Linked DNA regions of Mus musculus: regions 2, 3, 4 and 5 are each linked to region 1. The links are chromatin contacts, called in public HiChIP or PLAC-seq and promoter capture Hi-C maps. All regions are on one chromosome and are shown on one strand. The core of a region is the stretch at or near the end of the contact, and the rest is flanking DNA. Distances in the headings are between cores, read along the strand shown.

Evidence for each region. Promoter capture Hi-C pulls out the DNA fragments that hold promoters and counts their contacts. HiChIP or PLAC-seq counts read pairs in DNA pulled down with a chosen protein or histone mark.
Region 2: a promoter capture Hi-C map of liver shows a contact between it and region 1, with 2.6 times the contacts expected there. The contact joins the promoter of Neu3 here to the promoter of Mogat2 in region 1. A contact is called at or near these places in 3 of 39 promoter capture datasets (the C10 cell line, cranial neural crest and liver).
Region 3: a contact with region 1 is called in a promoter capture Hi-C map of neural stem cells. The contact joins the promoter of Thap12 here to the promoter of Mogat2 in region 1. A contact is called at or near these places in 2 of 39 promoter capture datasets (neural stem cells and pre-B cells), 2 of 115 datasets of contacts at active chromatin or transcription factors (embryonic stem cells and pancreatic cancer cells) and 2 of 9 other capture datasets (embryonic stem cells and pancreatic islet).
Region 4: a contact with region 1 is called in a CTCF HiChIP or PLAC-seq map of embryonic stem cells, with 6 times the contacts expected there. The contact joins the promoter of Lrrc32 here to the promoter of Mogat2 in region 1. A contact is called at or near these places in 4 of 39 promoter capture datasets (embryonic stem cells, second pharyngeal arch cranial neural crest and stem cell-derived epiblast-like cells), 1 of 15 datasets of contacts at CTCF or cohesin (embryonic stem cells), 1 of 115 datasets of contacts at active chromatin or transcription factors (pancreatic cancer cells) and 1 of 9 other capture datasets (embryonic stem cells).
Region 5: a contact with region 1 is called in a promoter capture Hi-C map of liver, with 2.3 times the contacts expected there. The contact joins the promoter of Rnf169 here to the promoter of Mogat2 in region 1. A contact is called at or near these places in 2 of 39 promoter capture datasets (both in liver) and 1 of 115 datasets of contacts at active chromatin or transcription factors (pancreatic cancer cells).

The regions. Positions count from the first base shown.
Region 1 is chr7:99,237,213-99,242,747 of GRCm38.p6, forward strand. Mogat2 (monoacylglycerol O-acyltransferase 2) reads right to left here and starts at 1,399. Exons shown (of 6, transcript NM_177448.4): 1 at 1,263-1,399. The coding sequence starts at 1,353.
Region 2 is chr7:99,824,264-99,830,238 of GRCm38.p6, forward strand. It overlaps Neu3 (neuraminidase 3), which reads right to left and starts at 4,154. Exons shown (of 3, transcript NM_016720.2): 1 at 3,895-4,154.
Region 3 is chr7:98,701,201-98,707,165 of GRCm38.p6, forward strand. Thap12 (THAP domain containing 12) reads left to right here and starts at 2,047. Exons shown (of 5, transcript NM_028410.2): 1 at 2,047-2,278; 2 at 5,797-5,917. The coding sequence starts at 2,190. Gm15506 (predicted gene 15506) reads right to left here and starts at 1,728. Exons shown (of 1, transcript NR_144495.1): 1 at 1-1,728. It also overlaps the pseudogene LOC108167485.
Region 4 is chr7:98,488,431-98,494,134 of GRCm38.p6, forward strand. Lrrc32 (leucine rich repeat containing 32) reads left to right here and starts at 1,561. Exons shown (of 3, transcript NM_001113379.2): 1 at 1,561-1,667.
Region 5 is chr7:99,978,290-99,983,638 of GRCm38.p6, forward strand. It overlaps Rnf169 (ring finger protein 169), which reads right to left and starts at 2,169. Exons shown (of 6, transcript NM_175388.3): 1 at 1,683-2,169. The coding sequence starts at 2,145.

The sequences.
Region 1 (5,535 bases), core at 149-2,648:
TTGCACCAGTCGGTCCTCTCCTGGCTCAGGGGAGCCCTGATTTCTGTGCTCCACTCCTCGGTCTTGCCAGGTCTATGTAAGAGCAGGCCCAGGCCCAGGCTGCAAGGATGGGGTAGGTTCACCCAGTCAGACATAACTCCTGTCCTCAAGGACACAGGAGGCAACCCGAGCCTGGTGTCCATTAGACCCTGTGAGGTTGTGGCTGTAAACTACATGGCTCTGGGTCTCCGGAGCCCTTTGACCCAAGCCATCCCTGGGCTTAGGTTGCCTGCCCTCTGTTTTCTATACCCGCCATCTCTGTCTTGTATCCACACCTCCTCCCAGGCCCTCTGCCCATCCCCCATCCCTTCTTCCTCTGGAAGGAGCAGTTGCCAGGCTCCTGATTCACAGCCTGGGCCTTTCAAATATGCAATTCCTCTGCTTGGTTGTTACCAGGGGTACTTAAAATGGTAACCGACCCTGGAACAGAGGTACAGACCCATTTAAAATGGGTGCTAAAGGTGTGTGATCCTGGAAAGCCCACTTTGCAGGAATAAACCATATAGATGAAACATTGTGAGGTGGGAACACATACACACGTATACACGTGTGTTACCCGAGGGGTGTGTGTGTGTGTGTGTGTGTGTGTGTGTGTGAAGCATGCACTGAGCATGTGACTGTCTTGACAGGCAGTAGTATCTGGACTCGGGCTGAATCTGAGTCCTGGGGTGGCAGTCCTTCCCCAGTCTAGTACCAACAAAGGAGATAAGGCTCCCTCCCGTGCTCCCAGCCACTCTTCCTTCCCGGTCCACAGCGGTGCTGGAGCATCTACAGGGTGGAGAGGGACAGAGCCACACCTCAGGAGCCAGGTCAGATCTGCCTTTCATAGAAGTTCCCAGCTTTCTGCATTTTCTCTACAAGTTCCCCCATAGGGTGACACTGGCATCCCCACCATGCAGCTGGGGAAGCAGAGGCCGGTCCCTTCTCTCCTGGCCTCAGTTCCAGCTCCCTTTTTCCGAAAGGTAAACTGGAGAGCTTCCCTCTCAGAGGCATAGCCACCCAGCCTCGGGTGCTTCCCCGCCCTCAGCAGCTTGCAGCTAAAGCCTGGATGCAGCGGTCCCAAAAGTCCAGGAAACTGAAGACTGCTTAAGACATGGGAGACATACCCACACGAGGCTCTGGAAGACCCCAGCAAAGCCCCCTCCTGAATCTCTCCATTAAGCATCCTGTGCTCCCGCTGAGGCTGCCCTGCCCTTCCCGTGTGCCCGCGGCTACCCTCTTACCCAAGGCCAGGAAGGAGAAGACCCACTGAAGGACCGCGAAGGTCTGTAACCTGCGCTCCCATGGTACCAACAGGGGGGCGAACTCCACCATGCTGAGCTGGCTCAGGAGGCTCTACACACGGGCTTTGCTCTAGGTTGAAGGGGCAGGGCCAGGCCAGGCCAGCCCCAGTCCAGCCCCAGCCCAGCCCAGCCCAGCCCAGCCCAGCTCCAGGGCCCTCCTGCTCCGCCCACGCCACATCCTTTTTTCCCCGTACCTTGTAATCCCTCTGCCTAGACCAGGCTAAAGGCGGAAGAGAAACCTCTTTCATCCTTATCAGTTCTCTTAGGCAATGCCTTATCTGCCAAACCACTATTCCCACCCTCTAGAATCTGCTCAAGGTAGGGCGCAAAGAGGTGAAACCCCAAGGGCAGTGCTTCTCAACCTATGGGTCACGACCCCAGGGGGTGTCAAATGATCCTTTCACAGGGGTCGCATATCAGATATCCTGAATATCAGATATTCACATTACCATTCATAACAGTAATACAATTACAGTTATGAAGTAACAACACAAATAAGTTTATGGTTGGGGGGGGGGGTCACCACAACATGAGGAACTGTGCTAAGGGGTCGCAGCATCAGGAAGTTGAGAACCACAGCCCAAGGAGACCGGAGTGGTGACCCCTCAGCCCTGCCCAATGATCCCCTCACTTTCTCACAGGTCCACTGCTCTGCTCTTCCTTCACAAACAAGCTGCGACAGTTGGCATCAGAAAGCCCTGTGCCCATATCTCCTCTGTCTGCCTTCCCTCTGTAACTAACCAGTAGAACTCAGCAGGGCTGCGTTCAGGGTCTTTCCATCCCCCACACCGTGTAGGTCCTCAGCTCCACACGTTACACGTTTACAACATTCCACAAACTCTGCTCACAGGTTCAAGCTGACAGTCAGGTTGCTCATCTCCTTTGGTCAGCAGGCTCAGTCACCTTAGATCCTTACACTCTCCCTCCACTTTTGCCTCTCGGCTCCCAAGCTACTTTTCCTAGGACTCCTTTGTTCTGCCTACTGTAGATCAAGCTGGCCTCTAGTCTCTGCCTCCCAAGAGTTGGGATGAGAGGTGAACACCACTAATCCTTGATTCCTCTTGCCCCTTGAAGGTTGTGTTCAGGCTGGTGGCTTGTTTCCTGTCTCTCTGCCCCACGTCTAGACTTGAAGATCCAGGTGGTTCCTTGACCATCCATCATAGCTTGTACGTCTCACTGAACTCAACTTTCATCCCCTGCCTGGGTCAGCTCGACTCTTTCACACCATGGCAAAGGACAACTTCACTTCCTGAGTTGCTGAGGTTATAGCCAGAGTTTCCTTAGAGTTATTGTTTTCCTCCAGCCACACCTGTTGTGTTTTATGTTGAAGAAGAAGAAGAAGAAGAAGAAGAAGAAGAAGAAGAAGAAGAAGAAGAAGAAGAAGAAGAAGAAGAAGAAGAAGAAGAAGAAGAAGAACCAGGGAACCAGGATATGTTTAGCAGAGGCTCAGTATGATGTAGGGGTAGTGCCTCTGCAGGCCTATGCTGAGGTATCCTTTCCCTCTGAGATACCAGCCATACTACTGGTATAGTATAGAATAGAGTTTGTTTAGGGCATAGGGAGGGGATTTTAGGGAGTAGAGACAGAGAAAGGCAGAGACAGAGAGAGACAGAGAGAGAGAAGAAGGAGAAGAAGAAGAAAAAGAAGAGGAGGAGGAGGAAGAGGAGGAGGAGAAGGAGGAAGAAAATGAAGAGGAAGAAGAGAAGGAGAAGGAGAAGGAGAAGGAGAAGGAGAAGGAGAAGGAGAAGGAGAAGGAGAAGGAGAAGAAGAAGAAGAAGAAGAAGAAGAAGAAGAAGAAGAAGAAGAAGAAGAAGAAGAAGAAGAAGAAGAAGAAGAAGAAGAAGAAGAAGCCAGCCACAAACACATGGAGAGAGAAGGGGAGAGGAGCAGGGAGAGAAGGGCTAGAGAAGGAAGAGAGAAGAAGGTCAGAGAGTAAATGGGCAAACACCCCTTTTTATAGTGAGTCAGGTATACCTGGCTGTTGCCAGGTAACTGTGGGCAGAGCCTAGAAGGATTGCTAACAACATCCACCCATCACTACATCTATTCATTCTTCTGAATGTTTCCCTTTGGGTGAAGAGACGGGTCAGTAGTCAAGAGTGCTTACTGTTCTTGCAGAAGACTCAGGTTCTGTTCCCAGCATCCATCTGTTCACAACCACCTGCAGCTCCTGGGGATCTGACACCTCTGCCCTCTGCAGGCACCAGTGGCAGGCGCCAAACAGGAGCTACAGTGGGCAACTGAGCTCCCTGAAATCGGCCCACACCCTTGCTCGGCTATGATGGGTACACTCCAGAAAAGCGTAGCTTTAAAGATTTCATCCCAGGGTTGCCTCTGACTTCTGATGTGCCTTCTCAGGTTTGTCATTGTCCTTCTATTCTTTTGGCTTGGTGTCAGTGGGCAGTGGGAGACCCTCACCACCCATAGCCTAGTGTGATTACTTCCTGGGTGATAGCCTGCTCTGTTGGGCAAATTTCCTTCAGATCAACATGAAGATAAAAGTTTTTGAGGTAATGCTGTTTAGATGAATTAATAGTGACTTATGGAATTCCGGTTTTAGGAAGTTAGCTTGATTTAAGTAATTTTGGGAAGTCAGGGCAGTTGCTAGAAAGTTTAAAGTTAGAATCAGGAATAGACTGTGCCCCTTCTTCATAGACTGCCCAGAGCTGCACGAGTTTGCAAAAGGGGCACAGGGAGCTTTCATGCCTTACAATCATGTAGTTGAAGTAGCAAGAAAAAATAGGCTTGGGACAGGTTAATCATCCAGGGAAGCATTCACTCTAGGTTGGGCCTGAGTTCTCTGATCTTGTGATCTAGGGATGTGGTAACAGGTTGCGGTGTGCACCGTGAAATAGAAAGGTTACGAATAAAGAATAAACAGTTCAATTATGAGTATAAGGGCAGAGAACAGATGACTAGCCAGTCTCTCTGATCGAGACTTCAAAATAAGGCGGGAGACAGATGACCTGCTCCTTACTAAGTGCAGGTCGTCCCCAGCCAAGCACAGGGAGAAACTTGCTACTACACACTTGGCCTGCTTAAACCTTGTTAATCTCTGACAGAGAATTACTGCTCTGGGATTACAATGAGTTTGTGGAAAGAAAGAAAGAGGAGAATTGTTTAATTAGATGTAAGTTTCAAAAAAGAAATACGTAATCAATAATCCTGTTGTAATGTTTAATGTAATAATCCTCTTGCGTAATGTTTCTAATCTGTTCTTGAAGAGTATGTTTCTCGGTGGTTATTTAATGTGTGGCTGAGGTAACTTGCTAAACAAAAGATTTGCCTAAAGGGCACAAAAAGTTTGTGTTTTTTTTAAATTATTTATTATTATATATAAGTCCACTATAGCTGACTTCAGACACACCAGAAGAGGGAGTCAGATCTCAATATGGGTGGTTGTGAGGCACAATGTGGTTGCTGGGATTTGAACTCATGACCTTCAGAAGGGCAGTCAGTGCTCTTACCTACTGAGCCATCTTGCCAGCCCACAAAATGTTTTAAGAGGAGAAAAAAAAATGCTGGAGACTGCCTTCAACCACTCTGTGTGTGTGTGTATGTGTGTGTGTGTGTGTGTGTGTGTGTGTGTGTGCGCGCGCGCGCGCACGCACGCATGCCTGTGTTTGTGTGAGTATGTATATGTGCGTGTTTAATTTTACATTTTTCTTTTTTGCTAATTGCTGGATGCCGTAAGGTAGCAGCCCTGTCAGTCACACTCTGCACTGACCCTATCAGCTACTTTCAGCACTGACCCCACCCCAATCCCTGATGCCACACCTTGCTGCCTGACTCAGCTTATCCTGTGGTGTCAAAGCTGACCTTTGACACACCAGTACTCTGCATCTGCAGACACACACACACCTGAAAAAAATCTTTGTCTCTGTGAAGGTGGAAATTGATTTAAAATGTATCATGTTGGTCTATGTTCTGTCTCTTCAACGAAATATCTGACTTGGGGCTTGGGACTTGCCTTTAATGCCTGCACTAAGGTCTATGATTTTGAGGCTAGCCTGGTTTACACAGCAAGTTACAGGTTAGCTGGGGCTACATAGTGAGACTCCATCAAAAAAAAAAAAAAAAAAAAAAAAAAAGAAGAAGTAATCCTGAGACAAAAGGCTTATAAAGTAAAAGCTTTTCTCTCCTGCGGCCTTAGGCTCTCTCTCTAAGCCCCACCTGTTGAGGCTTGCCCCTCCTCCAAGAGAACCATCCCATC
Region 2 (5,975 bases), core at 2,904-5,403, 590 kb after region 1:
AGATTTAAGCTTCTTTCAAATTATCTGTTATCCAATGCCCATATTCAAACAATTTATACAAGAAAGGAAGGAAGGAAGGAAGGAAGGAAGGGAGGAAGGGAGGAAGGAAGGAAGGGAGAGAGAGAGGGAGAGAGAAAGAAAAGAAAGGAAAAGAAAATAAAGAAAAGGAAGAAAGGAAGGAAGGAAGAAAGAGAGAAAGAAAGAAAGAAAGAAAGAAAGAAAGAAAGAAAGAAAGAAAGAAAGAAAGAAAGAAAGAAAGGGAGGAGGGAGAAAGGGAAGAAGGGAAGAAAGAATGAAGAAAGGAAGGAAGGAAGGAAGGAAGGAAGGAAGGAAGGAAGGAAGGAAGGAAGGAATCCATAAGAGCTAGGCCAATAAATCCTCCCTCAGTATTTATTCAATAAACATTTCTGGGCCTACATATATTAGGCCCTTACACTGGTGTTGAGGAGACACCTGTTCTCAAGGTTAGAACGAATGAGGGGGGAGATACACACAAAGATAGATATGAAGCAGTGAGCATTGTCTTAGAGATAAACAACAAGCGCAAATAGCAAAGACACAGCTGTGCAGCTCAAAGCCCCAGCAAAAGACCTTCTGAGAGGGTAACACTGGGCCAAGCTAGCTACCTACTCTGCCTGGGACATTCTTTTTCAGATAGTCACACAATTCCCTACCTCACTTCCCTAAGTTCTGGTCAAACCTCATCTACTACCTCCCCTCCCGAAGCTGTGCGCAGATATCATCCAGTCGCTGGGCTGTTATCTGACAACGGCTTGCCGCCTCTGTGCCTTGTTCCCTGCTTGTTTCCCCACAGGACTTCTCACTCTCGGAGGTCTCCCATAGCGTACATACTCAATGCATGCTACAAAATAAAAGATCCACGGTATCAGGTCCCAACACCCCAAGATGGCAGTCTGTGCTCATCCCAGGCTGGACTCTAACCCAGTGAACACTCAGTGCTCCTCAGAAACCTTGTAAAGTGTGTTTCTGTTTGCCAGGAAAAGCCATTACGCTCTTATCTTCTCCTACAGGCCCGTAATCTCTGGAGAGGGCCTCTAGTTTCTACTAAACCAAACAGGCTTCCAGCAGATCAGAGGCCCCACAATAGTTCCCAGGCTATTCCAGCTAACCTGCCCTCCTTCCGTCAGGCGGGACTCTCCCACCATATCTGCTATCTTTCCTGCTCCCGTAGTTCTGGCTATCACCGGTCTGCTCCTCTCTCTCTCTGCCTTTTCTCTGCTAACCCAGGGGACCCTCAGCATTCCTCAGTCACCTTCTAGAGTGGGCTTCCATCTGTCAGTAAAGGCCACTACTTTATCTTCTCCTACAGCCCCCCCAAATCTCTGAAGAGGTTGCCACCTGTGTGGCTTCCTCACTGCACCCCTCAATTACACATGGGAATTATCTCCTCACCTAGAACCAGGCGTGGTCCGTGATAGGCTCTGGCTCGGATTTGCTGGCTGAGTGAGTGCAGGGATAGATGAACTGGAATATAGAGAGTGAAGATCTCTCTATATGGGTCAGCCAAGCGATGGGGCAAGAAGCAGCGAGCTTGCGGGTTTGGGTAACAGACAACAGTGAGCTGTGGGCGCTTTCAGTCGGCTAGTGTGACTGTGGTGAGGGGCGTGAAAGACCTGTGAGCAAAGACGGGACTAAGTTGACCAGCAGAGCTAGATCCCGACAAACCCGTCACCTTATTGTGGTATCCATCCTACAGACAGGGAGCCACCGTAGAGTTTCTGACAGGAAAATCGGTCAGTTTAGACCAGTCTCTCAGGCAGCTTTCTGGGTAATGAGATACGGGGGAATGTTGCACTGCGTCGGTCTGCAGCCTGAGTCAAGCAAGAGAAACTGGAACGTACGAATGACTCAATGGATCATTACATTGAGACAATGGTGGTTCACTACTGTGAGAAGAGTGAGAGAAGTGGCCTCTGAGTCAAGAAAAGCTGCCCTTCCTTCCAGGCTGGGACTTGTACCACTTAATCAAACGACTGGGTGGACTGTCTTGTCGGCATGTTAGAGCATGCCTGTGCGCCACAGTCCAGCTCTCTCCTTCCATGCACCACTGGGCTGGCTCTATTCTAAGGATGCCTGTCTCTGAGTCCCACTTCGGGCAGTGCATAATGAAAGGCATAGCTTAGAGTACTTAACAGCTTTTACTGCTTGCAGATCCTCATCTATAAAATGAATTCAGTTCTACATAAAAAGAACAAATAAGCCTGAAGTAGCTGTTACAAAGCCTATTGCACAAGACATGGCAGTCACTATATCACTATTTTTCAGTTATAAATTGAAATAATAAATAAATCATTAATTTTCCCCCCTAAACAATGTCTTACTTTGTATCCCAGACTGACCTTGACTTGTTATCCTAGAACCTTAGGCTCCTGAGTGTTAGTTAGTTTGTGCCACCATGCCAAACAGGGCACATTATTTCTGACTCCTGAAACTGATGTAGAACAGTAGTCATGTACTATATACAATGTAATACTAGACTGAATATGTGTGTGTGTGTGTGTGTGTGTGTGTGTGTGTGTGTGGTGGTCCCACAGATTCTAATTGTGTTAAAGTTCCCATCACCCACAGACATCTTAGACACCAGTATCACAGCCCAGACATATAACACGTTTGTGATGTCAGTCATATACAAATATCTATGTACAGCTCATACAACTTGAAATGACAAAAAGCTACTTTACTGGCTTGCAATCATTCATTAGACTACACTTTGTTATTATCTTGGAATACAAACTTACAAACATTTACAGTGAAACAGCATATTACCTTAGCTGGCAGCAGCCTCACACAATCCATGCTTTCAGAATCTCTTGACACCATTTTTTCTTGTGTTTGACTTCATTTCATGTTTCACTCATCATGGCTCCAGCCGCAATAGGCATATATATGGAATATATATATATATATATATATATATATATATATATATATATATATTCTCCATACAGCCTAGCTGAGCCATACGATGTGCATACACACTGATGAAGTTCTCACAATGAAACCACATCATTGTTGTGTTCTCAGTACCAAGCCCCATCATTAAGCACTGCATTATTCTATCAATTACAACCTCCTCTTAGCACCTGGGCTGGTCTTGAACTTGTGATTCTCATGCCCCAGCCTCCTGAGTGCTTGGATTAACAGGAGCCAGGCCCCATGACTGGCTCTCATTTGTTAAAGGTTAGTAATGTGTACTTATCAGGACCATTCAAAAATGCTTTATAAACGTTAAGGCACTATACAAATTGATGTCTTTAATTATTGTGAATGCTGACCTTTTTACAATTCAGTTTTGGTTCTGCCATCACCTCAACAATTAAATTGTCATTAATTTTCACTATGATTATTCTAATAATAATGATGACAGTGGTAACACAGTGGCCTGGTCACACCTAAAGGATTCACCCAAACTATGTGCTCAGAACTAGGGGCTGAGAAGAATCTAGTACAGGTCTGCTTTGGAGTTGTTTGCTTTAGCAGATAATTCTGATTATTAATTACTGTTCCATACTCTCTCACCTTCCAACCAAGTCCTCTCTATTCTCTTTCTTGGGGAGAGTACAGTTTAGCACGACTTCTGAAGTCAGCCTTGTTTGAAGAGGAAAACTTAGGGGAGACCACTCAGTTGCAAATCTAGTATCAAAAACATTCCACCTTGGAACCTTTTTGGTCGCCCACAACTCCTCTATAGTAAGAAGACTTCACAGTCTCGGTTTGTTCCCACAGTTCTAAACTACAGCTGAAGTTTGGCTTTAGATGGAAGAAAGCAAAAGTAGAATGGTCCTAGCTGATTCTGGCTGACTCAGTCTTCCTTCCTGATGCAGGTCCCCACAGTCCCCGGCCGAATTCCGGGTGACTCTCACCCCAGCTCACCGGCTCCGGAGGCTCTCTGGGCTCTCCCGTGGAGTCTCGGAAGAAGGCCTGAAGCTGAGCTGGGGCGATGGAGACTGGATAACAGCGACAGAAACCACAGACGCTGAAACGAACCCAGTGACCGCTGCGCAAGAACTGGCAGTAATGAGACAAATATCCCAGGAGCAGAAGGAATGCGCTGGGGAGCAGGCGCCAGAGGACTGAGAGCAGCGTCTGGGTGTCAACCTCCCCGGCCAGGCCACGCCCCTTCACCGCGCAGTGCCCGCCCTGCTTGCTTCTCCACGCCCTTAACGATTGGTCTGTGGAAGGTATCACCGCCTAAAACTTCCCTAGACAGTCTAATTGTCGAACAAAGGTTCCGAGGCTCAGAGGGGACTCCTAAAAAGATAAAAGGTGGAAGGGGGTGTTTTCACACAAAGCACTGGACATTCTCCTTGCAAAAGGTTCCAAAATGTATATATTTATCAGGGCCTGGTGGTGCGGGGCTGTGGACTTTGCTAGTGTGGTAGAGACTGTTAAATTTCATCTGTCTGGACTACAAAATGAGTTTAAGGCCACCCTGAACAATTGCCCTTCTCGCAAGATTTTTAAAAAAAAGTATAAACAGAGCCGAGAAACCAGTTAGGTGGCAGAGCACTCGCCTAGCAGGTGCAACGTCCTAGGTTCACTCTCCTGTACCTTCGATAACTTATTGTATATTGTCTACACACATTTACATACATGTATCTGTCACCAAGTACTGAATCCATTCTCTTGTTTCACAATCACACGCAAGGACCATCCCATTCTTCCCCACCTACCAAAATCAAAAGAGGAAAAGGCCCCTCTTGACACACTGCAGCATCTAAGAGATCAGCCAGGGGTGGGGACAAAGAAAGCTAAAAATGACTGTTAAAAAAAAACAACAACAACACAAACAAACAAACAAACAAAAAAACAAACCGAAACAAACAAACAAACAAAACCCATCAGGTCAACAAGGCTACCAGAGGAGACTAAAAAGAAAATGAAAAAGTCACGACCAAAACAAAAACCCAAACAAACAAACATAAAAACCAAGATGTGGAGTACATTGGTATCAAAATTCACAGTGGTTCCTTATGTACCAGGTTAACATAATGAACTAGGACATTTAGCATAGTGGCATTACCCTGTGGGGAGTGACTTGTATTTGACTTATAATAGTAAGATGTATGATAGCACCCTTCACCTTATAATATAAGAAATCACACCCCCAAGTGTGGGTCTAACCACAGTAAGATAGAAAGCAGCACAGCAGGGCCGATTCGGCCGGACCCCATTCCTCCTCTGCCTGTGAGGATGCCAGGGGGCAGGGCCCTGTCCACCAAGGAGCAAAGTGACTTCCTTTTATTTCATCCCAGTCATGTTAGGAGTTTCTCTCCCAAATGGCTGCCTCCTCTAGTTCCAGTGTAAGAATATGGGGTCTTCTTTCTTTGAAGTGAACTTGATACTCAGAAGTAGAACTCACATGGAGAGAAACAATTGAAACTCATTTTTTTTGTTGGAACCAAGTAAAACATAAAGGAATTTGTCAAAAGATGAAGGGAAAGATGGAATATTAACTTAAAGGATGGAAAAACATTGACTCCTACTGAGTTTGAATCCCTGAGCCTGAGCAAATACCATGGGTACGGCAGTGAACGCTCTAAGGGATGGGCTTTCCTAAGACACAAGATCATAACAGGATGGGATTTTCCTTCATTCCTTTTTAAATAATGAGAGATTAGCCTGACAACACTGAAATAAAATAAAGTAGTTTCCTGCTAAAAGTAACTAGGACTTCAAAGAAAAACAGCTGATTTCAGAGCAGGGGAAAGAGGTATAGCATAGGCTTTGAGTATCTGGTCTTACTTGAAAACAAGGTAGCTAGAAGAAAGCAACAAAGGCCATGCTCAAAGAGCTGACCTAACAAGGATCCTACTACCAAATATGTGTGGCAAAATAACAGCTAGGTGCAGTGCTGCACACCTATCCTAGAATTGAAGAAGCAGAGGCAAGAGAACCACATGCTCTAAATCAGCAGGGGTTTTAATAGTAAGTTCCAGAGGACTTGGGGCTAC
Region 3 (5,965 bases), core at 797-3,296, 540 kb before region 1:
ATGGCAGCATCCAGGCAGGCATGGTGCAGAAGCTGAGAGTTCTCCATCTTCATCTGAAGGCTGTTAGTGGAAGACTGACTTCCAGGCAGGTAGGGTTAGGGTCTTAAGCCCACACCCACAGTTACACATCTGCTAAAGGCCACACCTCCTAATAGGGTCACTCCCTGGGCCAAGCACATACAAACCATCACATTTCACTCCCTGGCCCCCACAGACTTGTTCAAACATATGAGGCTATAAGGGCCACAGCTAAACATAGCATAATACAAAATACATTTAGTCTAATTTCCAGAGTCCCCAGTCTATAGCAGCTCAACAATGTTAAAAGTTCAGAGTTGCTGGAGAGATGGCTCAATGGTTAGATCTGACTGCTCTTCCAGAGGTCCTGAGTTCAATTCCCAGCAACCACATGGTGGCTCACAACCATCTGTAATGGGATCCAATGCCCTCTTCTGGTGTGTCTGAAGACAGCTACAGCGTACTCATATACATAAAATAAATAAATAAAATCTTTTAAAAAAAAGTTCAAAGTCTCTTCTGAGATTCATCCAATCACTTTATTGTAATCCCAATAGCAAGACAGGAAACCAGCTGGGCAAACTCCAAACGCTGCATCTCCATGTCTGATACCGTAGCAGTCGTCAGATCTCCTACTCTCTGAGCATGCTCCCTGCAGAAGGTGGCTGGCAGGGGCCCGACTTCTGGGATTCTACACAGGCAGAGCCATTTCCTCATCAGCACTCTGCTGCAGCTAACTCCACATCTCAGAACTTGTCCTCTTTTCCCTCACCTATAAACTAGCGTTCTTAATTTCCTTTGAATGACCAGATGGACACTCAAATTTCCCCAAGTTCAGGCTGATCCTTCAAAATACTTGCTATAGCTTTGACAGACGTTTTTCTCGTGTTCAGGTTTCCTTTCAGAATGAATCTAATGGTTTCTTTCTCTAAATGTAATTTCTTCAGCCATCCTTCTCACTGTTAACTGCTTGTTCACACAAAGTCCGTGACCTTTTGGATATTTGCATCCGTTCTGTGGGTGACTGGACGACTACTTCATGGATCATCTCAGACATTTTCCCACCCTTCTTTAAACCTTTTGTGCCAGTCAAATACTCAAGCCCTCGACACCACTTCACCCCCATACGCTTCTTTCAAAAGTGGTGGGTCTTACTTGCAGACGTGTTCGATTTTACGCAAAATTTGATACTTTGTTCTAAATAGCGGCCACTCATTTTGAAACAAAACCATACAGGAACGTTATCAGGCCAGGACTGTGAGAAGCCTGAGGTAAAAATCTCTAGGGTGCTGCTGGCCTAATCATTGCACTATTCCTGCCTCTCTGGAAACCACCAAGGAAGTTACTGCTTTTCTGAGCTTTTACCCTAGCGTCTAGTCAAGGTGTGCGGCTAGCAATCTAGCACTAATTCGGTCACAGAGTAACCGGAAGGCAAAACGGGTTAAAAATTAAATCCTCTACAACTCATGTTTGCGTTCAACCCGCGAGTTGTTTCAAAGCAATCGCAAGGGTCATCCCGAATCTGTTGCCTTTAAGAGTCTACGGTGACTCACGCAATGGACGCATGAACCGTGACAACTTTTACACAAGCCGGGCAGACGCAGCCGTGAAGTAACGTTCTAGCTTGCCCTGGATCTGCAGGAACCCGCACACAGCAAACCTACCCGAATAACCCGGGGTTGCGCTCGCCAGTCCCGGGGAGACTACAGCGCATGCGCAATTCCTTCCTTGCGCGGGTTGGGTTGTGCGCATGTGCATTGAGACTACGCAGCTGGCCCGACCCTCTCGAGTGCGCATGCCCGCCCGCAGGGACGGTCGCCTGCGAAGAGGGCGGGGGCGGATAGCTGAGGGAAGAGAGGGCACCCTCCAGCGCCAGGGTGCATTGTGGGAAGGAGGCGGTAGCGTCCCGGGCGGGCTGGAGGTGCAGCAGCGGCGGCGGCGGCGGTAAATCCTCCCGGCCGCACACAGCACTGTGGAGCCGCGGCCCCAGCCCAGCCTCGGCCCGCGCGCCCCTCCTGCCCCTCGCGGCTTCGCGCGCCAGCCCCTCCTCCGCGCGCGGCCTTGCGGAGCCGGCCGGCCGGCCCAGCTCCCCTCCCCGGCCCCGCGGGGCGGCCGCGCTGCCCTGACGAGGCGGGGAGGGGAGGGCTGGACCGGCCGGCGGCCGGACGACCATGCCGAACTTCTGCGCTGCCCCCAACTGCACACGGAAGAGCACGCAGTCTGACCTGGCCTTCTTCAGGTTCCCGCGGGACCCGGCCAGGTGAGTGGGGCGCGGAAGCTTCAGGGACTTGCGCGCACGTGCGCTCGCGGGCACCCGGCCCAGTGGGTGCCACCCGGGGGCGCGAAGGCGGATGAAGTGGGCGCTTAGCGCCTTTGGTGGTCCGACGCGGTTCCTTAGCTGTCAAAGAAGTAACCCTTCTCCAGGGCTGTGTTCCCAGGGGCCCTGCCTTCCCCCGCGTCACTGGTCTCTTCTAGGACAGTGTTTCTGTTTGGAGGCGAGCCGCTTTCTTTGATCTTAAATCAGGTCACAACTGCCTCCTTCGGACTTGTCAACCCAGTGTTCAAATGCCGACCGTTACTCATTGTCTCCCTTGGTTGTTGGGACCACAGAGGACAAGTGTGAGGGCGTGGGAATATGGTATTGCAACTTCACTTTTCCTTGGGGTAGTTTATAATCTGGGACGTAGTCTGAGAATCATAGGGACTTAGTGTGATAGACTGCAGGTAGTTCTCAGAGCTCTCCTGTTGGCTCATTCGTTTAAAAATCAGTGCTTAACCATGTTTGAAGTACTCATGTCAGGTGCTGGAGACTCGAGTGAATTTTGTCACGGACGGCAGAAAGCACCTAATCCACAGAGAGAGAGAGCAGATCTATCAACGAGCGCTGAATATAGCATGATATTAATTGAGCAAATATTTATTGAAAGCCGACAGTTGGTAGAAATTGGTCAGAGTATGAGAGTGGGTAACATGAACCAATGAAAATCCCTCTTCTCAGAGGTTACATTCAAGTCTTGGGAAATTGGCAAGTAAAATATTTATAATACCGTGTCCAATAATGAAAAATATCCTGAAGAAAAATACAGCAGGGGTTGGAAGGGCTTTTAGCTAGGGAACAGGTGGAAAGATAGCTCAATGCTGAAGAGCACTTATACTCGCAGAAGGCCTGGGTTCTATACCCACATTAGGTGACTTCAGTTCCAGGGGATTACACAACCTCTTCTGGCCTTCCTGTGTACCAGGTATGCTCAAAGTGCAAAACGCTCGTGCATATACCAGAGCAGATTAAAGAAAAAAGCATAGCCAGGGAGCTGAGCAGTGGACATTGTCTGTTATCCCAGCGCTGAGGAGGCAGGGAGAATTGAGATTTGAAGCAGGCCTGGGTTAGAGTAAGTTCCAGGCCAGTTAGGGCTGTAGTGTGAGTCTTGTCTCATGAACCCGTTTAAAAAAAAAAGTATAAAAAACGGAGGCACAGTTTCTATTTTAAACATAACAGAAAAAAGTCTCACCATAATGAATCTGAACAACAACAAAAAAAAATTGAATTGGGGAAGGGGAGAGCTGTGCAATATGTTGGAAAAGCATCTGGAAACAGTAAGAGTGAAGTCAAGGCATGCTTGCTGATGAGGTTTATATGGGAGACGGAAATTGTTTAGGAAATTGTTGTCCATGGAAGATATTCTGGTGGTTATCCTGAGTGAAGTGGGAGAGTTTAGAGCTGCAAGAGTTCTTAACAGGATTTTTGGCTGCTTGTTAGTTGTAGGGAAGTAAAGATATGAGCAGGAAGACCAAGGGAAGACTGTTGCAATAATCCAGATCAGTAGAAGAGGATGAAGAGGGAAATTGATGCCTTTAGATAAGGTTTGAAGATGAAGCCAACAGGATTTACTAGTAATTTGGATGTCGTTTATAAGAGAAAAGAGTCAAGACTAACTTCTGAGATTATGTGTGGGTATGGGGTGTGTGTATGTGGAGGCCAGAGGGCATCCTGTGTCTTGCTCTATTCCTCCTTTAAGAAGGATCTGACTGAACCTGTAGCCAGATTCAGCCAACCCCAGCAATCCTCCGTCTCCACTCCCCAAAGTGTTAGAGTTACAGAAGTTTTTAACATAAAACAGTTACTGACATAAGAAAGATTGGAGTATTAGTCTGTTCGGAAGATATTATAGTTTGATTTATAGTGTGATACCTGGTAGGCTTGGACAGGCAGAGATGTCTTCAGCCAGAGGATGGAGTTTAGCACTAAAGAACCTGATTAGCATGCATGAGGTTCTCGGTTCTGTCCCCTGTACTGGGGGAAATAGAAATACCTTCATACCACATGTGAAAATGAACTTCATATGGCTGCTTTCTCTTTTTCTACATTGTCATCAATATTTGTCTCTTTTTTCCCCCCTAAGATGGTTTCTCTATGTAACCCTGGCTGTCCTGGAACTTACTCTGTAGAGCAGGAGGTCTGCCTGCTTTTGTCTCCTAAGTGCCGAAATCAAAGGAGTGAGCCACCATGCTTGGAATAGATTTCTGTTTTGGTTTAGATCTCTTTATAAATATGTTTATATATTTGAATCGCCTTTGGATGTGTGGTTGATGGCCTTTTAAAATATATTCATTTTATTAATTTATTTATTGGAGACAAGGTCTCATTCAGTCTAGCCTAGAATTCACTATGTAATCCAGGCAGGCTTTGAACTAGCTGCAATCCTCCTGCTTCAGTCTCCTCAGTGCTGGAATTATAGGCATGAACCACCATGCCTAGCTTGTTTTGATGTTTAATGTTTAGATTTGACAGTCACTTGAAATTTATTTTTGTTTATGTTGTAAAATTACTAGTCAAGGTTTAGTTCATAAAGATATCATATTCAGTATGATTGTTTAAAGGACAAATACATCTTCACTTCTGTTCAAGCTACTTTGAGGTTTTTAAAAGGTTTTTTTTTTTTTTTTCAGTTTAGGGATTCAGTTGAATCAGTAAATCAGTTTGGGGGAAATAATGTGTTTAGAGTTTGTTTTTGTTTTTATGAACTTATGTACCTCTGTTTGTTTTTAAGAGAGACATTATACATCTTTCCCAATATTTATTCCTACATGTATGATATGGAAACACATAGGATTAATCACTTGGGCTTTTCTGTTCCATACTCACTCAGTTCTTGAGTTGATATTGGTATCAAAACACTTTTACCTTAGAGATACTGTGGACAGCAGTGTGTCTGTTTGTGGGATCTCCAGAGATTAAGAATTTACAAATGTAACTATAAGCTGGGTGGTGGTAGCGCACGCCTTTAATCCCAGCACTTGGGAGGGCAGGGGCAGGAGGATTTCTGAGTTCGAGATCAGCCTGGTCTACAGAGTGAGTTCCAGGACAGCCAGGGCTATACAGAGAAACCCTGTCTCAGAAAAGAAAAACAACAACAGCAGCAAATAATAATAATAATAATAATAATAATAATAATAATAATAATAATACATATTTGCCTTAAAACAAAATTTGGATTTTTGAGGTCTCACTATGTGGCATTGCCTGGCTTGGAACTCATTGGGATCTCCCTTCTTCTGCTTTTTAGGTACTAGGATTAAAGGCATGTACTACCATGCCTGGCATAAATTAATTATGTTTTGAAATAGACTCTTCTATATAGCTTGTCTCAAATCCAGAGTCTCCCTGCCTCAACCTCCCAAGTACTGAGAGTATAGGTGTGTGCCACTACGCCCAGCCCAGATGCTAAAATGTAAAGTTTGAGTTTATAGTTCATAATTATATTTTGATTTTATTTATAGATGCCAGAAGTGGGTTGAGAATTGTAGGAGAGCAGACTTAGAAGATAAAACACCAGATCAACTAAATAAACATTATCGACTTTGTGCCAAACACTTTGAGACCTCTATGATTTGTAGAACTGTAAGTAATAGCCAGCTTGGCTTCTCTTCTCTCCTACAGTCTGGTTTG
Region 4 (5,704 bases), core at 311-2,810, 750 kb before region 1:
GGGGGAGGACATGCTTGGTTGCCCCTCTATCTCCTATCTCTTGGGGAGCCCCATCCGGGCACAGAACCCCATGTGCTTCCTAACCACAACCGCAGCCCCTGGGGGCACAAGGGAAGCAGGCCGCTCATCCTGTAGTGATGGCACCAGCCCTGCCCTGCCCCCACCTTGAGCCAAGTTCTAGGGCAACTCTGACGGTGTGAGAGAGCATCAGGCCATCATGGGGAAGCAGGTAGGGAGAGCCCCAGCCTACCTGAGTCTTTGTTCATGCTCTGCCCTCGCTACAGAGTAGTCACAAAGCCCCTTCCTCGATTGATACATGACCCCATGGACTCCAACCTGGAAAAGGTGTCCTCCTAAAGCAGCAGATGAGGAACGGTCTCTAACACCCATCGGGTGCAGGCCCAGGCCTACATCGACTTCATCCAAAAGAGCGGCTCTTGCCATTCTACACTTGGCAGAGAGGGGAACTGAAGTTCAGTCTGACTAGATAGTACACACAAGGGCTGAGGTGGGAGAGCCACAACCCTGAGAGCTCCCGAGGGTGGGTGGGGGCAGGAAGCTGGGCTACTCTGCTGCTCTGACTCCTTATAGCATCAGAGGATGCCTCCTTGGTGAACCTTTCCCTGACCTTAGGTTAGGTCAGGGCTCTAGACTGGAGTTGTCAGGGACTGTCCTCTCTGGGTTGTTCGCACCGCATGGGTCCATCCAACCACTGTGGACTAGATGGGAGGAAAGGCCCAGCTCAGAGCCCAGCCCTACTCTGGCTCACCCCGCTTGGTGCTGTTAAGATAGGGTGGATGGCCCTCCTCTAGGCGCTGTGACCACCAGGGAGAACATTATGAATACAGAACTAGAGACTGGAGGACGGCAGCAACACTCTTCACCCATCTTTCAGTCTAGACCCAGCAGGGCACGGTGCCAGTGTCTGAGGAGGCTAAGTACCTTGTAAAGGCAGCGGCTTTGGGTAAGTTATGAGACTGTCATTATGCAGTTTAACCTATCAGAGCCTCAGGTCCCCCAAATGTCCGTGGGGACCTGACAAGTCTCAACCAGCTGGCTTTTCCCTCATCCCACTCCTAGCCTCAGCTTCTCTATCAGTAAGCAGGGGACACTGACAGGCTTGGAGATGACTTAAAGGCAGGATAGCTGGGGGGGGGGGGGGGTGGATGGGACCCCCTCAGGGCCATCCCAGGGCCAAAGAAGGGTCACTTCCTTCCGTGCCGGTGGTTGCCAGTCACCTCTGGGTGGCCCCCTGCCTTGGTGCGGTGGCGCCAGGATTTCCTCCGCGGACCTGCGGCTCCCTGCACCCAAGACCTCGCGGGCCCACGGCTGCACGTGCGGCTGCCTCGGCCTAGCTTCTTTTGTGATCCTTCTCCCTCCAGTCGTTTTTCGGTTTCAAGCGCCGCCCTAGCTGGGTCCGGGCGATTCCAGAGCAGAGGCGATGCTCGGTTCCTAGGTCCGCACGGCTGGCAGGGCGGTGTTAGGACCCCGCGGCTCAGAGTCCCAGGGGGCGTGGCCGGGCGGCCGGTGCTATTTAAAAGGCGGGCGCCGCCCCCTCCCGGCCGGCTGGAGCGGCGCTGCAGCGGTCCGGCCTCGGCGGGCCAGACCCCCGGGGTTGCGCGAACGATGCGCGGAGGAGTCAGGCGGCGGCGGCGGCGCTGAGCCAGGTAGGGGCGGCGGTCGGCGGCGGTGCCTAGAGAGCTAGGGCCGGACCCTCCCTCGGCACCCGGGTGTTAGCAGATCTACCTAAGGAAGGGCTCAGATAGGCGTTCCCATTTGACAGCTGGGAAAATCGAGGCAGGAAGCTCTGGGTGTGCCTAGGAGCACACAGCCAAGCAAGCAGATTAGGATTTGAATTCAGGTCTGCCCCAGGCAGACATGGGCTTTCCACACTACCACTATTATCTGGAGGGGATACCCAGAACTCTTTGGGGAGACTTCTTTATGTGTGATAGATAGGAGGGACCCCCCTACCCCACCTCCACCCTGACATTTCACATCACAAGCACATTCCTTTGGGTTAAGGTCTGATTCCCCTGAGATGTAGGATGTCTCTAGAACGGGCTGCCCCTAGTGAGTGATTCACTGCACTGTGAGCCTTGAAGCTGCTCTCCCAGGCCCCCTTTGACAGTAGTCATAACAGACTGAGAGCCCTACCGCTCAGTATACTCCTGGGCCTGGGGCTGTAGGCTCCTGAGTAACTTAGGAAGGAAGTCTTGGCAGTTGCTTTGGAGGCACAGGGGCTGGATTCTGATACCGACTCTTCGATTTACTGTACAAGTGCCTTAGGGTAAGTCATTTCTCTGAATCTCGTGGTCTGGGAGAGAGATCCACAGGGTGCCCGTGGGGTCTGCACTAGTGGAGACCACCCAGCACTAAGGGACTATAGATCTGGCTGAGTCCCAGTTGCAGCACACCTAGGGGCTAAGGATCAGGCACTTTGCCTTCCCAAGCCTCGGTCCTCCAGTCTGTAAATGGGAATTATAGTAATCACCTCACTTGGTGGTTGTGAGAGTTAAAAGACCTGCAGTCAACCTAGGGCTTAGAAAAATTGTAACCTCCTTGCATAGTAGGGGCAGTCTTATTTTTATTATAGGTTTGACTCCACTATCTGTCTGTCCCCCTCTGTCATGCACGCGCGAGCACGCGTGCATGTGCACACACACATACAAGCACATACAGAGATATTCTTTGACACCTCTCCAATCAGAATCCAGCTACCTGCCTGCAGAGCCAGGACCTCTATCCTCAGCATCGTTGGTATCTGAACCATCAGGGAAGGACATGGAAGGGTCCCAGTACTTTCCTGGTCATGCTCCACCTGATCCATGCTAAGCAAGGATAGCCAGTGTTGGAATGGGAACTGGTGTGTCCTGCAGATGAATCACCTAGGCAAGGAGAGATAAAGAATTTGCCCTGAGGACCACACTAGCCAGTGGTGGGGCTTGACAGTGAGCCCTGGGTTTGAATGCCTCTGGTTGTCCCTGGGGGGCTGAGTTCTCACTGCTGCAGATGGGGCACAGCAGGGTGCTTCTTTCCACCATAATTCTGTGGGGACTGTCTCTTCTGGATGTGCAGAGGAAGGAGAGACAGGGTCCCTTTGGGCATCCCTACCTTAACCCCAGGTCCTAACTTGTCCTTATTGCAGCTGAATTTGTGACATCATTCAGCCACTTGTTCCCTGGGAGAAATTTAGTGAGCATATACTTAAGGAATGAAGCAAATGAGAAATGAGAGCGGGAGGGGGGATAGAACACCCAGGAGCCTGAGCAGGAACATTCTGGACCAGGAGGGAGCAGCCAAGCAGAGTCCTTCCCCATCCCCCATCCCCCTCCCCCCCACACACACCCACCACCAGGCAGCAGGGAAGGTACTGAGGTGACTGAGGAGTTTGCTGAGGGGAAGAAGGTGGTAGGTGGAGCTGATGGGAGAGAGGGTGACGTCTGAACGCTACTGGAGATTTCAAAGTGATTTGTAAGATCTGGCATGTGATTTTGAAACGTCACTGGGTGCCATGTATGGGGCAGATTGTCCCGTCCTAGAGGGAAGCAAGAAGGCAAACAGTGGAGTTGGCTGTTGCAGTGAAGGTGGGCGGCTTTGAACCTGCTGGACTAGGGCGGGGAGGGGCCAGGGGGACCTCTCCTCACCTGTATCCCATAGTGGAGACTTGCCTGCTGCTGCGCCATCTGACTTCCCTGTGTCATAAGGTGGGTCCCCACGGGTACTTCCTTTTCAAGAGGTAGGGAATCACAGTGGGGTGTGCTGTGTGCCCCACACTGAGCTGTCCGATGCTCAGCAACTGTGAGAGCCCTGAGAACACAGGGTAACCGTGAGAACCAGAGGAAGCTTCCTAGAGGACAGGGCATCTAAGCTCCACGGGTGAAGAGACATTGAGCTGCAGGGGAGGCAGAGGAAGCCAGGGGTCCAGAGGTCCAAAGGAAGCACAGGTCCGTACATGTGCTCAGGGCTCAGAGACAGAGCGAGGACAATGACAAGTCAGGTGGGAGACAAGAGCTGGCCGAGGGAGGGATGGTTGCCCAGGGCCTGGACATGAAGGCTGGCCCAGGAAGGGATAGCTGCTCAGAGCCTGGAGATGAAGGCCAGGGGCTTTCATTTAGCTCTGAGGATGCTGATGTTAAGCAGGTAGGGACTGCATTTGAACCAAAAGAACAAAATTTCCTGTGAATTCATAGCCTGCAGTGAAAGCGGAGCACTGTGGGGCAGGGCTGGGCTCTGGGGGAGCCAGGAAGGAGAGTTGAAAGGGCCACACTAGCCCCTGCGTGTTTCAGCAAGATAAGCAGCCACGGCATTGAGAGTCATCCCCAGTGGGTTCTGACAGTCAAAAGAGCCGGCACAGGCCTGCAGAGCTCTCCCAAGGCCATCTTTAGAGTGGCAACTCTCATTCCCTTACCCACTGTTGGAGACCTTCAAGTGCAGAGGCGAAGGGCACAGAGTCTACCATGTAGCTGTGTTGTCTTAGCTGTATTTTATAACCTCTCTGAGCCTCGGTGTTGTTTTGGTTTGGCTGTTTGTCTTTTCCCTTCTATAAACTAAGATGTGTAAGGAAACAGAGCTGAGTCCTTGAGCGTCAGGTTTGATGGTGAGGTATGATATGCTGTAACACCTTCATAGAATGTCTGTTGTCCTCAACAAAACCTGACATTTACCCCTGGAAACAACGTCAGAGAGATAACACCTGTGTAAGGTCACACAGCAGATGCCTAGCAGAGATGAGAGGGAGCGAGTGCTATGGTCTCTCCTCGCAAGCACGCTGCCGCCGCCATATCCACGCTTCCGCCGCCATGTCCAGGCTGTAATCTCCCTGTTTCCCAGCATAGAACTAGATGTGAGGTGACATTCAGTATGGGAGGAAGTGAATGCATTAATTAATTAATTAATTAATTAACTAACAGGTTGATCTGTGTTTCCCCAGCACATGGCTCAAGTCCACAGGGATTCACCCCTGCTAAGAGCCTCTGAGGTCCCCATGGGTCCCTGTGCTGGCTGCTTACACTGCAATGGAGCTCTGGACCTGGGCAGCTGTAGCCTTCAGTGAAAGTAGCTGCCTGGCAGCCTGCTGGGGTGGGGCTTCCTGTCAGCACCCGGCCAGCCCCTGACAATGACAAGGTCTAAGAATTCCAACCAAAAGTAAAAGGTCAAAAGGAAGGATTTGTGGAGAATGAAACATTCCATTTGGGGCTAAGGACCTGGGATGGGGGCCTGCCTGGGGCCTGGAGGGAAATTGAGTCAGAGGTTCACTCCCCCACCCAATCCGGCCCTGCCCTAGGGTCCCTCTGTCACCTGAGCACCCCTTCCTAACTGTCTTCTGCCAGGTGACCCTCTTTAGTTTTTTTATTGCATTTTATTTATTGGAAGGGAGGTGTGCATGTGTAGCGGGAAGTTGAAGTCCAGGAGCCAGCTTTCTCCTTCCACCATGTGGGTCCCAGAGTCAAACTCAGGCCTAATGGCAAGAGCCTTTACCCCTGGGCCTTTTCAATGGCCTGAGGTGGGCCTTAGGTAAACGCAAAGCAGACGGTCATACATTGCTTTAAAAGTCTTGCTTCCTCTGAGCAATGACTCAGCTCGCCTTCAAACTTGCAATCCCTGGCCTCCTACCTCAGCCTCTTGAGTTCCAGAATACCACTACTCTCAGCTCCCCTGAGGCCCGCGCACGGCCCACGTGGCTCCCGATTTCTGTCAGGAT
Region 5 (5,349 bases), core at 919-3,418, 740 kb after region 1:
CACCATGACTGGCTCGGCAGTATTTTCTATTCTTCTAAAATTATTTAGCTGGACAAACATATGATTGCAATGATCCAAAAAGTAAATTTAGGGAAAATACTTTTCATTATGACCCACATATAACTGAAAGATACTAAGTAACTTAACAAGTCCTATGGATTCTCATTTTAGGTAAATGTCCTTAATCACTAATAGCCTATCCTTTATTTAAACAAATTTCTTTTAGTGGGAAAAGTTTACACAAATCAATAAGCAATGCATTCTTTCATAATTCAAATTTCAAGGTGGATGTTTCATAACAGCTCCAAGAGATATATAAAGAGAACTGCTATTCTATTTGACCATATAGTCAATGTAGTAGGGAGACCAGAGAAATTGCTTATATTTATAATCTCAGAAATTAAAGCAAGCTAAATTGAGAAAATCATATGGAATTGTACTTTCATCATAAGACAAGTTAGTTAATCTCTTTGGGCCTCAGTTTCACCTATAAAATAGAAATAAAGGTACAACCAAGAGCACTGTGATGGTTTTGGAAGGGATAACAAGAAACGCAGAAAGTAAAATGCAGAGCATCTCAGCCCTTAGACTGAAAAACAAGGTGTCTTTGGCAGGTGTCTCTGCTTGAACCAAAAATAGATGCATTCTGGACTCTACAGTTTCTAGGAACTGCACTTTCATATACACACAAAGCAATGCCTTCCTTCTGCTGAAAACGACGTAAGGCAGAATTCCTAACATAAAAGGGCTAGCAAATGGCTTTTCCTGATTCACGGTTCTTGAAAATCTCAGCTGTAGGTATGTTGCTTAGGCTTGCACCAAAGAAGCCTAGGTCTCGGTTCATGTTACAAACGGAATTTTCTATCTCAGACTTCAGCACCAACAAGTGATGGGCTGCCGACGGTGAGAAAGGCAAAGGAGTTCAGGCCAAGAGTCCTACAACAGACCTTTAAGTTGCCAGCATCATAGATGAAACTTACATAGAAAGACAGAAAACAGCCCCCAGCCAAACCAATCTTTGTCTCCAAAACTTAAATCCCACCCAGCTTTCTTCATCAAGCACCACTAACGTTTATGATTAGTATTATCACCAAAATAGATGGCATTTATCTCATCCTGTGTGGCAAGCTCTGCGCTAAGCATGCATATATATATATATTTTTTTTTTTTTTTTCCCAAGATAGCATGAGAAAGAACTTCACACGAGAGCTCATCCTCAAAACCCACTCTGCTCTCAAGTCTGCAAAGCTCCCCCTGAGCCTGGGATATCCCACACCTCATTCTCTCCAGCCCTGGAAGACACATCCCTCCTAGACCGCGCGACCCCAAGCCCTCTGCCCAACACTGAAACAAGCGCTGCTGGGATCCTCCAGGGCCCCTCCCCCTCCACGCACCAACTTCAACATGCCCCTAACTTGTTCCAGGAATTGTTTCCTTCCAAACTTCTGACTTACGCAAGGCGCGGGGTCCCCTCACTGCCCCTCCAAATTCAACACGCGTACAGTTCGCTCCAAAGTTCAACCTTCACCAACACATACTGCGCCTGGGCAGAACCCGGTCGCGACCCCAGCAGAACTCTCCACACCCGCGGCAGCAGAGCCCGGGACCCTCCACCCCGCTCACCAGGCCAGACCCGGCGGCTGGGCCTGGCTGAAGCCCACAGGGGCGAGGGGAGGCTCCACCTGGCTCCGCGAGCGGCTCCGGCTCCGGCCTGGGCCCCGAGGCAGCCGCGCCCCCGTCCCGGCGCGGGCGGCAGGGTTCTGGCTGTCCACGACGGGCGCGCTCGCCCATCAGCTCCGCGGCGGCCTGGCCGTCGTCGCGCGCCCGACGGCGGGCCCAGCCCGAACCGCGGGGACGGCAGCGACGGCAGCCCGGGCCCGCCGCGCGCGAGGCGCAGCCTCGGCACCGCGAGTGGCTGCACGGCAGGGCCGCCACTTCCCCCGGGGTCTCCAGGCACCCGGTGCAGCCCGACTCCTCCGGCCGTGGCGCTGACCGCAACACTAACAACGCGGGGCTGGAGGCCGGGCCCGGAGCCCCGGCTTTCGCTGCCGCCATCTCGTCACAGCGGCCCCTCCGGCCCCGCCGACTCAGAGCTGCCGCGGCCGCAGCGGAAGAAGCCCGAGTGCTCGGACCTGCCGCCGCCATCTTGTTTCCCGTTTGAAGGGAGAGTCGGTTGCGGTGGGAGAGGAGTAGAGGGCGGGGCAGTGCGCGGCGGACAGCTATCTGCATATTCATGAGGGGGCGGGAACCTAGTCCGCCTGGGGATATTTCTCCTAGGGCCTTTCGCTTAGCAGGAGGAGACTGCTTATTAATATTTAATGATTATTCTTTATATATCTGGTCTTTCAGCCCGCCCTCCTGTTTTTGTAGTTTCTAGCACTGAATCTTGAGAGACTGAAAGAATTTATTTGGAATTTTTGAGCGACCCTGAACTTTATAAAATGAACTATAAATATGAGCTATCCAGAAACTTGTCGAAGTACTTCATTTGGTAAGGGCTTTCTCCTCGGGGCCATAGCAGCTTGTTGTGATTAGCATGAGGCCTATCATGACCAAAAGTCTTGAGTGATTGTTGAAATAACAACCTGACCAGCCCTCATTTCAGCCCCTCTCTCTCCACATCCCTTTATGAAGTCCCCTCCCTTGGCTGGGGCAAAAAAAAAAAGCATACTTTATTACACAAACCCTGCTCCTCAGATTACTTCTGTGTTTGATACTTAAATGTAGATACTCTTGTGTAAGCTTGTGCCTTTTCTTTTCTCAGTCTATATGACTCCCTGGTCTCCTCTTTTCTTCCCCATGAAAGCCCACACTAATATCTGCAGTTCAGAGTTATTGAATTTATCATTATGGATATCTGCATGCTCCGTGCACAAACCTAATGTCTCCATCCTTTCAAAACAGCCCTTATTTCCCACATTCTATTCACAGAACCATCTCAAGGGTCCTCACGCTCCCAGCCCAGGCATCTTTAACTTATAGTCTTGTCATTTTCTGGCCAAAATGGCTCTATTTCCAGCCTGTTCCCACCCACTTCTTCATTCCATAAGCCCACTGCATGATTTCTTTCTCCTCATCTCTTCACCTAGCTGGCAGCTGTGACTTCTGCAAACTGACCTGCCATCACACAACCCCTCTTCCTATAAGCTTTGTCCCATGGATCTTAGAGTTCATTCCTACCGGCCAGCTCTGACCACATCATTCCTGTTTAAGCCAGGGAGAGGTGTTGAGACTTTGCTGTGATTTTCCTTTCTGGATACAGAGGATTTAGGAAAAAGAATGGCTCCCCCTGATGGAAAGATGACTGTACTACAACAAGTCTCGGGGTGTTGCCTATTTATTTATTTATTTGTTTGTTTGTTTGTTTATTATTTTTACCTTAAGGTGCATTTGGACCAAGATGTTATCTTTATGGAAAATCACAGGCTTTGTAAAGACATTATTTTTAAGCAACTGTATGTAGAAGAAAGCATCTAGAAGCTCCAGGTTGTCATGAGAGTGTCCACAGTTGGTGGTAACCGATTCAAAGCAGAGTGATTAATCCAAGTTGGGGTGGGGGGGACTGGAGCCTTAGGATGAGAACCTGGAAGTAAAGGACAGACAGCAACTGACAAAGGGTCAGTGAGTAACTAAACATCATGTCCAGAGAGTCAGAGGCCCAGCCTAAGGCCCAGACAGCCAGAATACTGCCAGACACAGAAGTGAGTTCTTGGATGGGCTGTCCTTTATCCGGGCACTTGCTCACTTCCTACCCAGGGACATTTTACCTGGTTCTGACAAGGAAGGCTTGTGGTACAGAGAGTATGCTAGCTAGTTTTCTGTCAACCTGACACAAGCTAGAGTCATCTGATAGGAGGGAGCCTTGGTTGAGACAGTGCCTCTATAAGATCAGGCTCTAGGCAAACCTGTAGAGCATTTTCTCAAGCAGTGAGTACAGCGGGAGAGCCTGGCCCTTTGTAAGTGGTATGACCCTGACCTGGTGGTCCTATAAGACAGCAGGCTGAGCAAGCTATGACGAGCAAGCCAGCAAGCAGCACTCTTCATGGCCTCTGCATCAGCTTCTGCATCTGGGTTCCTGACTTACTTCCTCAGTGGATTGTAGTTCAGGGTATGTAAGCCAAATAAACCCTTTCCTCTCAGAATTGCTTTTGGTCATGGTGTTTCATCACAGCGTGGTGAAACTTAGACAGGAAGCAGCCACCATTAGAAACAGTTGCTTCTTGTGAGCTGCTTACACAATAGGACTTCAGTCTGAAGGGCCTGTTCACTGCTAGCCTAGAACAGTGTAGCTTGCTTTCTTGGACACAAAGAGAAACAGAAATTTTTCTTTTCCACAGAGAAAAGTAAGCGATCTGAGTATCACTTGCCCAGATGCCAGCTCCGATCTTGTTCCTGGGCCTTTTCATTGGCTCCCTTCCTTCTTCCTGCCCTCGGTCTCCTCGGCTTTAAAATAAATGTCCTGGAATACAGCAGGCTCTCAGCCTGGGATGCACCACACAAGTGTGTGCATGTGGGCATATGACAGCCACGGTGCTGCCTCAGACTGATGCCAAAAGCTGAGATAAAGGATACCAGGATCTATGTCGTGCTCATTTTTAATGCTATAAGAATCTAACACTAGATTGTCAGGGAGACTGTTACAGTGGACACGTTCAACAGTCTCTTCTATCCCTCGAATTCAGAAGACCGAGTTCCCAGTTTCCAATTTTTTTCTCTCCTCTATGCTGTTGCCAAGGTAATCTTTCTAACACAGCAATGGTGACGAGGTGCAGGGGGTGGGGAGAGACAGATCTGTGGAGAGTTATTCATGAGGAGAACAGGAACAAGAAGATGGCTCTGAAGTTTCAGTTGACTGTGATCATGGTTGACAAGCCAGCAAAACAGAGCAACCAGGAAGGAGCACCAGCCTGAGAAGAGCACCAGCCTGAGAGGGGAGAAGGACTGAAGGCCGGCAGACATTTTGTTACATCGCATTTGCCACCATCATCTAAACCTCCACTCTGCTAAGAAACCCCTCATTCTGCGCCTCTCTGACGAGAGGAGGGAAGCTGGCGTAGGAAAGCATCTAACTGCTCCCTGCCTGGAGAAGCCAGGACTGGTCATAGGTCTTGGGCTCTACTCGCTTCCCACTTCTCTCAAAACTCTGCATCTTTGGTGAGTGGCAGATTTAGAGACAGATTTAGAATTGTTCATAGCAACAAAAACAGTGGGTATCCAACAGCAAGGGATGTTGGGTGGGAACTGGGGGAGGTGTGGTGTCCTTCCCTTGGTGATAGTAGCCACTGGATTGTTCCTGTGGTACCGGCTGCCCTTTCCAGTTGACCCAGTTTTTCCTTAAACCGTTCTCAG